2 separate regions of the Astyanax mexicanus genome follow, and region 2 is linked to region 1. The links are chromatin contacts, called in public Hi-C maps. All regions are on one chromosome and are shown on one strand. Each heading gives the region's core, a stretch centred on a gene start, on an enhancer-like site or on the middle of the called end of the contact. The rest is flanking DNA. Distances are from core to core; before and after follow the strand shown.

Region 1 (6,176 bases), core at 348-2,847:
AGAGTTCAGCTGGCTGAAGACCTTAGTAAGTGAATCACAGCATCTCACACAGTACCTTATTCCTTTGCACAAAAGCAGGGGGGTCTTTAAACTTTTTTTTTTTACTGAAGAGAGTAAGTCATTTTAGACCTGCTGTGTTAGCCTGACAAGTCTGGTGGTCTTTCATCTATTCTTTTAACACCTTAACATGTAGATGTATAGTGCTTACCACTAGAGGGCAATACTGTTCTGAAAACTAGATTTTCCTAGCAAAGTCCATTCTAGTCATTTTCAGTGGCAGTAATTGTGTTTTGTCACATTTTTGTGGTATAGCTTTCATATTGTATGACAGAGTATTCTGTATATGAAACTGCACATTTTTGACTTCTCTTAAAGGTCATCAATTTACTTTTATATACTTGTTTAAGTGTTTTCTGACATGTATTATCTAATGTGTGTGAAGCTATTACAGTTTTTTTTTTTACATTAACACTTTTTAAGTTTGTTCCTTATAGAGCAACACTGGAAACTTACTGACATTGTGACATTGGGATATTGTGTACACATATATATTGCGACATAAAAAGCGTGGTTTATTGTGGTATATTTTTAATTGTATGATCTTGCACATCCTGCGATATGACTATTGCGCATTAGCGCATAATGATGATGGTGCTGAAACAGCATACAGCTCTGGAAAAATATATACATATAATATAATCAAGAGCAGGATGGATGATCAAATCCATCAAACCAAGCCGAAAAGCTTACATTTTTGCACCAGGAGTGGCATAAAGTTAACCAAAATCAGTGTGTAAGACTGGTGGAGGAGAACATGCCAAGATGCATGAAAACTGTGATTAAAAACCAGGGTTATTCCACTAAATATTGATTTCTGAACTCTTAAAACTTTATGAATATGAACTTGTTTTGTTTTCTTTATTTAAGGGTCTGAAAGCTTTTTTTTTTTATTTCAGCATTTTTCATTTTCTGCAAATAAATGCTCTAAATGACTGTTTTAATTTTGGAATTTGGGAGAAATGTTGTGTGTAGTTTATAAAATAAATCAACAATGTTAATTTTACTCAAACGTATACTTATAAATATCAATATCAGAGAAACTGAATCAGAAACTGAGGTGGTCTCTTAATTTTTTCCAGAGCTGTACTGTGCAGCCCTAGTTCCCACTAATGAGCTTTATTGTTGTCTAATTTATTTCCCTTTGTGCAAAAAAAAAAACTCGTTCTTTTGCTTTTTTATTGCATGCTTCTTTTAAGTGGTTCTGATTGCAAAGAATGCCTTGATTTTTCACCTTCCATTTCATTCCATACCTTTTTTTTTTTTTTTTTCTCTCTCTTGGATCTTGAGTCCTTAATTGCCATTCAGAGTGACAGAGAGTGAGAGCGTGCGAAAGAGAGAGAGAGAGATCCTGGCTGCATGCTGCCTGCCGCCTGTCATGTCCATAGCCTTGGTTACTGTAAAACAGCCTATTGATTAGAGTAGCAATTTACAGAGGCAACGCTGACATGCCCAGACTTGAGCACATGCATACACAGCACTTGCGACCGGCTGAGTGCCGCTATTGCTCTGATAACAAGAGAGCGAGGTAACGATGCCGACGCCCAAATTAGTGTGCACCCACAGACAGTAAAAACACAGGCAAAGCGGCCTCTCTGCACACTCCTGTGTTTGGGTCGTAAAGAGTGACTCTTTCTCTTCAGTGATGAATTGCCTGGCTGCTGGAGAACGGCCCATTGTTAAGAGATCTCTGTGAGCACTCGGTGGAAAAGACAGCTCAGTGTGTTAGTGAGGAAGTGCTCTCTTTAACGTTACAGCAGGCAGGTCAGCGCTTTAAAGTAGTGGCTGCAGTAGAGTTGCATGACTTGTCTGCTTCTTTTCTGTGGGTTTCACAGCCCTGGTTGGTACAGCTCTAGTTAAGGCTATTGAAGTTTGTAGGTAATATTTTTCAAAATATACATTTCTATAAATTGTGTTGCAGGTACATATAGAAACACATAAAATAATTTAAATAATGTAAATTCTAAAGCTTTCCAGGTGTGTAAAGCCTGATCTTGTTCTGATTCTTTGTTTCATGGTAGCAAAGCTCCCCCTCTGCTATTCTTCATTATCAAACCAGCCATGATTCTTATTGTGCATATAAGGCTCCTTTATAAAGGGTTTATAAGCAGTCTATAAGGTAGTTTATTCATGTGTATTAATTAGGTTGTAAATATTTATATAATATAAACCATTAATAAGTAGTAACAACACATACAATATATCCTACTTTATTTTTTTTTTTAAATAATATAGAAAGTCAGTTTACTTATAGTGTTATTTTATGTTAATATACACCACATTTAATCCAAGTTTAATCTTGGTATTTAAAATTAATAATGTATGCTAATGCTGACTAATGAAACAGACAAAGTAAAATAAGCATCCAGAAAGATGTGAGGTTTAACAGTATAAATGAATGTGAAATCACTTTTTTTTCAAACAGGCCACTGTTGTCCTTTCTTTGAATGTGTTGTACCGTAACTCTTTATTAATAGTTTGTAACGTATTTATAACCTAATTAATTACATTAATAAACTTCTTTATGAACTACAGTATTTAACAGTGAAACATGAAACCAAGAAGGTCATTTTAAATGAATTATAAGATTAAAACTATAGACTGATCACTAAAAATAAGTGATTTTTCTTGTGATTACTAATAATAATTTATAGCACATAATACCAATTTAATCCTCAGTTATTTAGGCTGTTTTGGGTATCAACTGAAAGTCAGCATTAAGGTACACTTATCAAATCAGGGGCCAAACAACTAGATCAAGACATCCTTACTTTAAATGTGTCTCATAGGATTAGAATCAATATATCTTGTTTTGTAATGAAGTGATTTAATCTTATTGCAAATAATTTAAAGTGTTATCACAAATATATTGTTTTTCTGTTTTTTGTTGTTGAAAAGATTACATATTTGTCTATTAGCTATGTGTTGATATTGAAATGTTGAGTAATTTAAAATTACTAGAACCTTTAGGTATCTAGTTTGTGGTATTAATATGTACATTGTTTAAATTGTCTTAATTAAACTAGACCAGTTTGTTGATATGTCAAATACATAATTGCTATTTCCAACTTTTAAACTGTAGTTTAGTTCTGATCTGAAAGCTCAATCAGTTAATAAATATTTGAGCATTTTGATTTTATATATCAACACAATTGTTTAATTTTATTGTATAAAAATCTAAAATTCACTTTATGATGTAGTCAACTAATGGCAGTTAGTAGATACAAATGAAATAGAGTTGTGGGGTTGCTAGGAATGGAGATGAAACTATTTTTGCACTTTATAAAACTTTATAAACTTTATAAGCTTTACAGCATTTTGGCCACAATAATAATCCAATGTATAGATGAGTTCTCTTTGCCTATTGTCTAGAAATACTAACCTATTTTTGACAGCACCTGTTTTATAATTGGCTTTTCACATATAGTAGTGGTTCTGTGAATTCAGCAACGGTTTGAGGGTTTGTATGAAATTCAAAGGATACAATAGATTAGAGGCAACAAGCAAGAAAAAAAAAACACTAGTGGAAACAATTTACTGGGCAAACAAAGATGTGTTGGCAGACACAGTGGTCAACCTGTACGCTGCTGCTTTGAGTGTTGGTCCTTGGACCCAGCTGAATTCAAAACCACAGGATGTTGGCCTGTTCTGGCACTGTGGGCATGGCCAGTGGTCATTGTGTGACCCTGGCGCTGCCCCGATCTCCTATGGGTGAAGCTTTGAGTGGATTCCTGTGCTTTAAGGCATGACGTTGCCCAGCGGACAGTCAACACTTAGGAGAAAGCACCAGGCTGACCTCCCAAGAAGTGGCCGGTATGCTAATAGAGACATGCTGGGGCATGTGTATGTGCTTGTGCATCACTGCCCTTGTAGTTACCAACATACACACACACACTCACACAGAGCACATGGTCACCCTCTGTAGCCTGTATTTAGAAAAAGAGTGGTGGTTTGTGGATCACTGCCTTCAAATGACTACTGCTAATGGCTCTGGAAGGAGCCAGTTTATGTGCTCGCTGTGGGCCAAGCTGAAAGCTTCAGTTTATGGTTGAGCAGAAGGTTTTTACACAAACAGCCGTTTAATGCGGCATCTGGGTTACTGAAAGTTGGTTTTGGCAAACAATTTGGCTATAAAGGAGTGGTGCTAATTAATCAATTGTCTCTTTTATCTGGCACTTTTTGTCGCTCAGCTGAATGATAATTCGTATGCCAGGGCATCTCTCTTGGTCTTTCTCTTTTCGCTAGCAGGCTTCACTTCTCTGTGATCCTGAGGGCATCAGAGCTGAAAACAAGTTTGGAGAGCTGCCTGGCTTCCTCCAGTGAGCTCTTCAGAAAGCAGGGTGGAATTCCTGGGCTTGCCCAGCCTTGCTGCCTTTCCTGCACAAGGTGGCATCATGTTCGCTGGGTTTTGCTGTCTTTGATGTGGGATAAGGGGTGGTGTGCTACAGTTTAGCTGATCTGTCTTTCTCTCCCAGCATCTCGAACACTCTCTCACTCATTCTTTAACTGTAACTTCGGTATTGTATCTGTTTTACACTAAAATAGACAAAAAAGAGACAATATTTAAACATGTATTTCCCCCCCCACACAATTTGCAGCCTAATAATTAATGATTATCCATAAAAGTAAATGTACTTTAATTTTATTACTCTTATTAAGTCAGGTTATCTTGACAGCATTTTCAGTGCTTTGAAAATGTAATCCATATATTTGATGTATTTGTTACAAATAATTTGAAAAACACAAATTTTAAAGCATATTGAGTGTGGAAAAGCAGCATTTGGTGATTTCAGACAGATGTCAGCTGGTTTGAAAATGATGTGTAATTGTTAGTTCTTACTTTTCAGACTTTTGGTCTGTAAACATGAAGGGATCAAATCTGTGCTTCAGTCACATCTCGACAACTTAATTTTAAATCCATAGTGCTGGTGTGAAGTGGCAAAATTAGATTTTTTGAATTTATGATTACAATTGGAAATCATGTAATTTGATGAAAAATTGAATAGTTGGACAGAATGCATTGCAGACTGCACATACACTGACCTGTGGAAATGCAAGTGAGGCTTCCTTCATTTACTGTGGATGTGGTTCGCTTGTCTGTTTGCATGGACCGTTCTAGCCAGACACGACTAGTCATAATCATTACCAGCCACTGCACTGTTCACTGGGGATAGTAATGGCTTTTGTGGCGTATTACCTGTAGACACATGATGCTCAGCTTTGGGAACAGACAGTCCCATCCATCTGGCACCCACTATAAGGCCTGACACAAGCCTTAGGTGTGGGCATTCCCAAGCCGTCTTAAGAGAATGTAAGACTTAATGATTAAATAATGTCCAGCAGCAATCGCATGACGTTTTGCATGCCACTGTCTAATTTAAAAGGCTGGTATGATAAGTTTAGACCTCTTTTTTTCTGATTAATCAAATTGTAAAATGTATTAATTTGTATTAATAAGCCGAGCCAAGTGCTTTGAAAAGTCTTGTTGCACAGTTAGCTTGCGTTACATAAAAAAATAATTTTATCTAGACTGAGAGCAAATCAGGTCAGATTTTTGGAGATGTAATGAACATGGCACTCCATCTTTTTTGGCAAACCATTTAAATTTCAGCTCCTGTCATGTCATTAGGTGACTGGCAATTAAGACAAGCCTCTCACACATGGCTGACTTTTCCAGGGCTGCTTTTGAGACGTTTTTGAAGTTCAGAAGTTGGAGGAGACCGTTCCTTCAGTGATGAAGGCTCACTGAGTGTCTTGCTCCAGTAGACACAGATGAAGCCAGGATGGAGCCTGTCTGGGAATGTGTCGAGCTGACAAAATTAGGCTGTTTGGGCCGTGTCATGTCTTACCTCGCTTCAGAACGAATTGAGAACTCACTCAAGTTCACACACAAGTTCTACAGTCTGTCGTTCTCCGTGAGAAAGTAGGATTTATCTTTAGTCAGTTTTTTACGGCGGGAGGTGTCTGCCACACGTTGCCCACCCTGCAAGACCCGACAGGAAAACATCCCATAATCCAGCATCGTTGGGGTGGGGTTGGGAAAGAGGGGGTCTGGATCTGCCTGGCTTCAGTAATCATCTGTGAGCTGTTGATACACGCTCCCTGTTCATGTTTTTTTT
Region 2 (5,715 bases), core at 2,576-5,075, 150 kb after region 1:
AGCCTGTGCATGTATCTTTTGTAATGTATACTTATTGTATTGTTACCCATCAAACATGCTAATTTTGTGACAACAACATATGTGTTGTGCCAAGTTATATATTATATGTTCTATTGTCAGTTAATGAAGAATGGAGCATAGTTTGAAATGTGGAAAGTCTTATGGCCAAGAGGCAATGTTGTTCAAAAACATAGTAGTGCAACTTTTAGACAATGTTGTGAAAACAATGTCAATAAAACATAAACAGTGAAACCTCTAGGAAACATTGTGACAACCAATTTCTTTGTGCTTACAACACTGTCACAATGTTTAAATGCACTAAATGTTGAAATGTTCTAAGACAAATTAATATGTTCTGTCTTCAAATGTTGTGCAAAAGCTGTTAATAAAACATAGACATTAAAGCATCTGGGCAACATTGTGTCAATGTTGTAGGAAAACAGAAAATGTTGTGACAACTTTAGGAGTTTTCTGTGTATATATGTATTGCTATAATAGGTATTGCATTGGCGGTTATAGTAATTTTCACTGTTTAACGCAAAGCTGCATACTTCTTTGGGACTTTCAAGAGAAGGTTTTCATGCTACATTCATTAATCAGTTTCCATAAATGTATTTTTTTTTCTTTAAATAGCTCGAGCAGACGCCTGAAACTAAAAACGGCCGTGAATGAAGTGCAGGAAGCTTTTCTGAAAGCCCGGATTTCTGCGGCTTCTTTACAACCTTTACAAACTGGCTGCTGTTCGGTTTGCCCTAAAATTTGCATACTACACTATGATTGGCTGGTAGTATTTTTATCTATCTGCATATTGAGCTTGGATTGGCTGGCAGGTTATACTGTATTTTGCTCTGGCAGATACAACGTGCTGGTATCTCATTTGCATATCGTGCTGCAACTGGACGGCAGTGTGATGGAATTAGTCAATCGCGACACAGGAGATGGAAGCCTAGTGGCCAATCGTGGGGAAGGAGGCGGGGTTTTGCCGGCGCGGGCAGAGCGAGCGGGCAGCAGCAGCTCGTTCCCCCGCTCGCTCGCGCGCCACGTGTCGCGGGGCTTCTACAGCAGCTGGAGCGCGCGCAGCAGCGGAGATGAGTGTGTGTGTGTGTACGTGCGAATGTGTGTGTATGTGGTAGCAGGGGGGAGCGGAGGGGGGTGGTGGCAACGGCGCTCTGAATGTGAATGTGTGTGTGTGTTGCCTGCGGAGTATGGCAGGCTCGTTAGTTTATGATAGACTAAGATAACCGGGTGACGGCGCGCGCGACTTTCCGTTACTTCGCGTGGAGATTTTGTCAGTTCAGTTTTTCTCTAGTTAATGAATTAATAAATTGATTAATTAATTAATTTACGTAATAACTTAGTATTAGTGCACGTATTTGTTTTGTATTTGATTGCTATTATGCTGCTAGTACTTTGTATAAACTTTACCTCGCCTTTACGCACGTCTTATTTCTTATTTTTATAATACATTTGCCCGCGGGGAATGTTGTTTTTTATTAATTAATTAACCTAATAATTGTATTATTATATATATTATGTATTTATTTTTGTATTCAGTAGTCATTATGCGGTCGCCACGCTGTGCAGACTAAACCCCGCGCTCGCGGCACAGTTATAGTAAACACTTCTTATTGGTGGAAACCTTTTTATGACCCCGTCAACCGTCTACCGTCCGGCGCGCGGCGTGTTTGTCCGCGCGGCGCGAAGCCCCGGTGCCTCACACACTGTTGCCTCGCATTCCGATAAACACACACACACTCTCTCTCGCCCGCACTCACTCACTCACACACACACACACACATTTCTCCTTCTCGCGCTCGGTGGGCGTGGTTTTCCCAGGCTCTCAGAGCGGCAGCTGCTATTTACCTTCCCTCTAATGTAAACCAGCACCGCCACCCCCAGCCCGGCGGCCAAAACCTCAACCACCGCGCTCATAAAACATCCTGGCACGTGCTCCACATTCACAGCAGCGCTCCGCGCGCCGACACATGTCAAAATGCCAAAAGCTGCGCTGAAAGAAACACAGGGAAGAGAGTGTGTTAGTGAGTGAATGCGTGAGTGTGCCCATCCGGCATTTTAGCCTTTATTCACAGTTCAATCAGCGTCATATCAAGGTTGAATTAACGTTATATTATTATTATTTTTTTTGCTTTGAAAGATAAGTTGTTTAAACATCTTACTTTTCAACGTTTAACAACTACAGATTATGTTGCTCTTTTGGGTATACATAGTGCACTCTTAAAAATTATGATTCTTCGAGGGTTTAGAAGTAATTAAGTATATAACAAATCTTCACCATAAGGCAGTTTGTTAACAAACTTTACTTCAGGTTGTTTAACACATTTCTTGATCATGTTTCTAGAAAAAAATGGCATTATGTTAATTTCACATGAAAGTAAGTTTCAACATTGATTTAGAAGTATTTTGTTAACCTCTTCAAAACCAGTTAGCACCAAAAATGTCTAAACGTTAATTGTTGACATTATTTAAACCACATTTTAATGTTGATGGTCAGCCAGTTGCCAGATGGGTGGGTGGATGGGAAAAATCTAGTTCTAGTAACTGCTGACTTAAGAACAGTTGAAAGTTGAACATTCTCTCCACAACTTTGAAGCACCAGACATCAATCCTTTCAGACTCTCTCTCTATCTCTATTTCTCTCTATCTTTCTATTTCTCTCTTTGCTTCTGTTTATGAATTTTACTCTCTGCAGACGAGTGATTCACTATACTAATAAGGACCAGGTGTGAAATGCAGTCATTATGTGATAAAAGGTAAAAAAAAAAGGCAAGGGAGGAGGGGGGGGGGGTAGTCTCACTCTCAGTTTTCCTGTTTTCTTGTTTTCAGCTCAGGACTTTCACTGGCGTCCTCTTAACAAGCTTAAGAGCATGATGTAAACAGATAATTAAATTAGAAAAACAAGTTAAAATTGTTATAATTGCTCTAAACAAATTTGACAGAAGCCACTATCCTAAATGACTGATGTGTTGCAGTTCCTGAACCTAGGGCAGACAAATGCAACAACACGAGATAAAGAAAGATGCTAAAGCAGTTTGACTGAGATCATATTTAAAATAGTCCGTTATTAATACCTGTGAGGTGGTGGTCTCAGTCTTGATCAGGCAGGGTTTACTGACCCACACATGACACGTTAGGCTAATCAGTAGTAAATCGTCACAGTGTCCATAGTGCAATCGTTTAAATTACGTTTGGTAATTTTGCCAGTGTTAAATCAACACTTGAAGTGTTACATATCACTCATAGTGACAATATAACACTAAACGTGTTATGTGTGTGTGTGTGTGTGTGTGTGTGTGTGTGTGTGTGTGTGTTTTCTCGCTCAGTTGTCAGTATTTGAAATGTATAGATAGATAGTGTTGGTCATAACCAGTAGAAGCGACCACCAGCAAAATAGTAGGTATAAAAAATACTTTACTAGCTAGACTGAAACACCCGAATTTACTGTATCACCCCCGATACTCACACCTGCACACACACACTTTCATACACACACACTTTGACTCTGCCTGTGTGTATCTATCTCCTCGCTTACGGTTGAGTGTGTATTGGATCATAAAGTGTGATTCTGTGCTTTTCTGCGGGCTGTTCAGTGTTAATCTGTAAACGGAGCGCAGGGTTGGGGGTCGGGATCCCGGCCGCGCGCCATTGGCCGTCCGCTCACACGGCGCCCGACCAATGGGAGCGCGTCGAGCACGAGCCGTCCTCCCCTCGCGCCGCGTGCGCCGCGCGCTGATTGGTCCAAAGTTACTGTGGGAAAGAAAGTTTGGGAAGTTTCACACGAGCCGTTCGCGTGCAGCGCGGGATATAAATAAGCGCGCGCGGTGCGGGCAGGCGGTCAGTCACTCGCTCAGTCGCTCGCGCGGTCGCTCGCTCAGTGCTGCTGGCAAACGGCGAGAGCAGGAGCCGTGACATCGTCACCACGAGCTGTTTAACTCAGGACGCTGCGACGGGACTTTTCTCTTTTTTTAAGACCCACTGTTACGCGGTCTGGACTTGTAAATAAATACGAAAAGCACGCGCAGCGCTGTCTGCCACTGAAGACTGAACACTCGCGAAGGATTTCTCTTCTTTTTCCACGGTTTTCGGGGATATTGCAGCAAAAGATGCCGGCTGACATGATGGAAAAAAACTCTTCATCCCCGGTGGCCGCGACCCCGGCGAGCATGAACACCACGCCGGATAAGCCCAAGACAGCCTCCGAGCACAGAAAGGTAAGCTACGCGTGTTTTTTTTTTTTACCTCTTACAATGTTGTGTGATTGTGCATGTGGTCTGAAATTATTTAAGCGAAATAAATATCATACCAGACTACAGTCCAAACGCGCGTCTAAAGCACCACCTGATACTTTTACTCGCTTTTAACACATTGTCTTTTTTTCTCACTTTTATAGTCGTCCAAACCCATTATGGAGAAAAGGAGACGAGCCAGAATCAACGAAAGCTTGGGACAACTCAAAACGCTAATCCTGGATGCTCTGAAAAAAGATGTAAGTATGTGACCTGAACCAAGATGCTATTAGTTCACCGCTAAGTCATTCTGAATATATACACTATGACGGCTGTCTATGTTTAGCAAGCTACGTCTTCTCATTTACTGATCGTTCTCTATGCTCGTTTCCCTTCAGAGCTCCAGACACTCGAAACTGGAGAAGGCGGATATCCTGGAGATGACTGTGAAGCACCTCCGAAACATGCAGCGAGCACAAATGACTGGTGAGTACCTGCTCCACTAAATATTAGCTTTTTAGGCCTACCTTTATAGCAGCCTATTGCAGCCTTCTGTTGGAACGCTTTGTAGGATATTTACATGTATACATCAACCTTTCCTACTCATGGAATTTACAATTTAGAGAACTTTAAAGACTTTTCCATCTTAAACTTACCAACCACAACTTATTAGGTTGTATCTGTGGTTTATTTGTTAAACAAGCCCTGTTCAGTAGACTGACCCCAAGTCTCTCTTGTTTTCCCAACAGCTGCTCTGAACACAGATCCCACCGTTCTTGGAAAGTACAGGGCTGGATTCAGCGAGTGCATGAACGAGGTTACCCGATTCCTGTCCACCTGCGAAGGGGTTAATGCCGAGGTCAGGACGCGGCTGCTGGGTCACTTAGCCAACTGCATGACGCAGATCAACGCCATGAACTACCCCACGCAGCACCAGATAGCTGCTGGCCACCCGCACCCGACCTTCGCCCAGCCCATGGTTCAGATCCCCGGTGGAACACCACAGGCCAACGTGCTGCCTCTCAGTGGAGTACCCTGCAAAAGTGGGTCCTCATCCAACTTGTCACCCGAAGCCACCAAGGTGTACGGAGGATTCCAGCTCGTACCAGCAACAGATGGACAGTTTGCCTTTTTGATTCCCAACGCCGCGTTTGCACCCAGTGGTCCTGTAATCCCAGTATATGCCAACAACTCCAGCACACCCGTTCCAGCGGCAGTATCTCCAGGCGCACCTTCAGTCACCTCAGACTCTGTGTGGCGGCCTTGGTAGACCTTAAAAGACTCCTAAAAAGAGACTTCTAAAAAAGACTCTTAACTGTTGACACTTGTTCTGTTCGTTTAAACGTTTTATTTCTTATTTTGGTCTTTTTGTATGGAAATGTGTTTAAGAAGAGATTTATGCACTATATTTGTACAGCGCAAAAGGGAGAAAAGTTCATATTGAAATAAGATTTGTATTGTTGATGTTTGT

The links. A called contact is a pair of places that touch in the nucleus more often than the background predicts.
Region 2: a Hi-C map of muscle shows a contact between it and region 1, with 5 times the contacts expected there. The contact joins the promoter of her6 here to the enhancer-like site in region 1. A contact is called at or near these places in 2 of 3 Hi-C or Micro-C datasets (both in muscle).

The regions. Positions count from the first base shown.
Region 1 is chr5:19,688,349-19,694,524 of AstMex3_surface, forward strand. It overlaps opa1 (OPA1 mitochondrial dynamin like GTPase), which reads left to right. Exons shown (of 30, transcript XM_049479087.1): 28 at 1-25. Among protein-coding and RNA genes, the nearest start is that of opa1, 29 kb to the left of the region's middle. Within about 2 kb of position 1,598, the one cell type or tissue checked has an H3K27ac peak away from gene starts, as active enhancers do.
Region 2 is chr5:19,835,123-19,840,837 of AstMex3_surface, forward strand. It overlaps her6 (hairy-related 6), which reads left to right and starts at 3,826. Exons shown (of 4, transcript XM_007249064.4): 1 at 3,826-4,229; 2 at 4,409-4,504; 3 at 4,643-4,730; 4 at 4,994-5,715. The coding sequence starts at 4,122. The coding sequence ends at 5,514.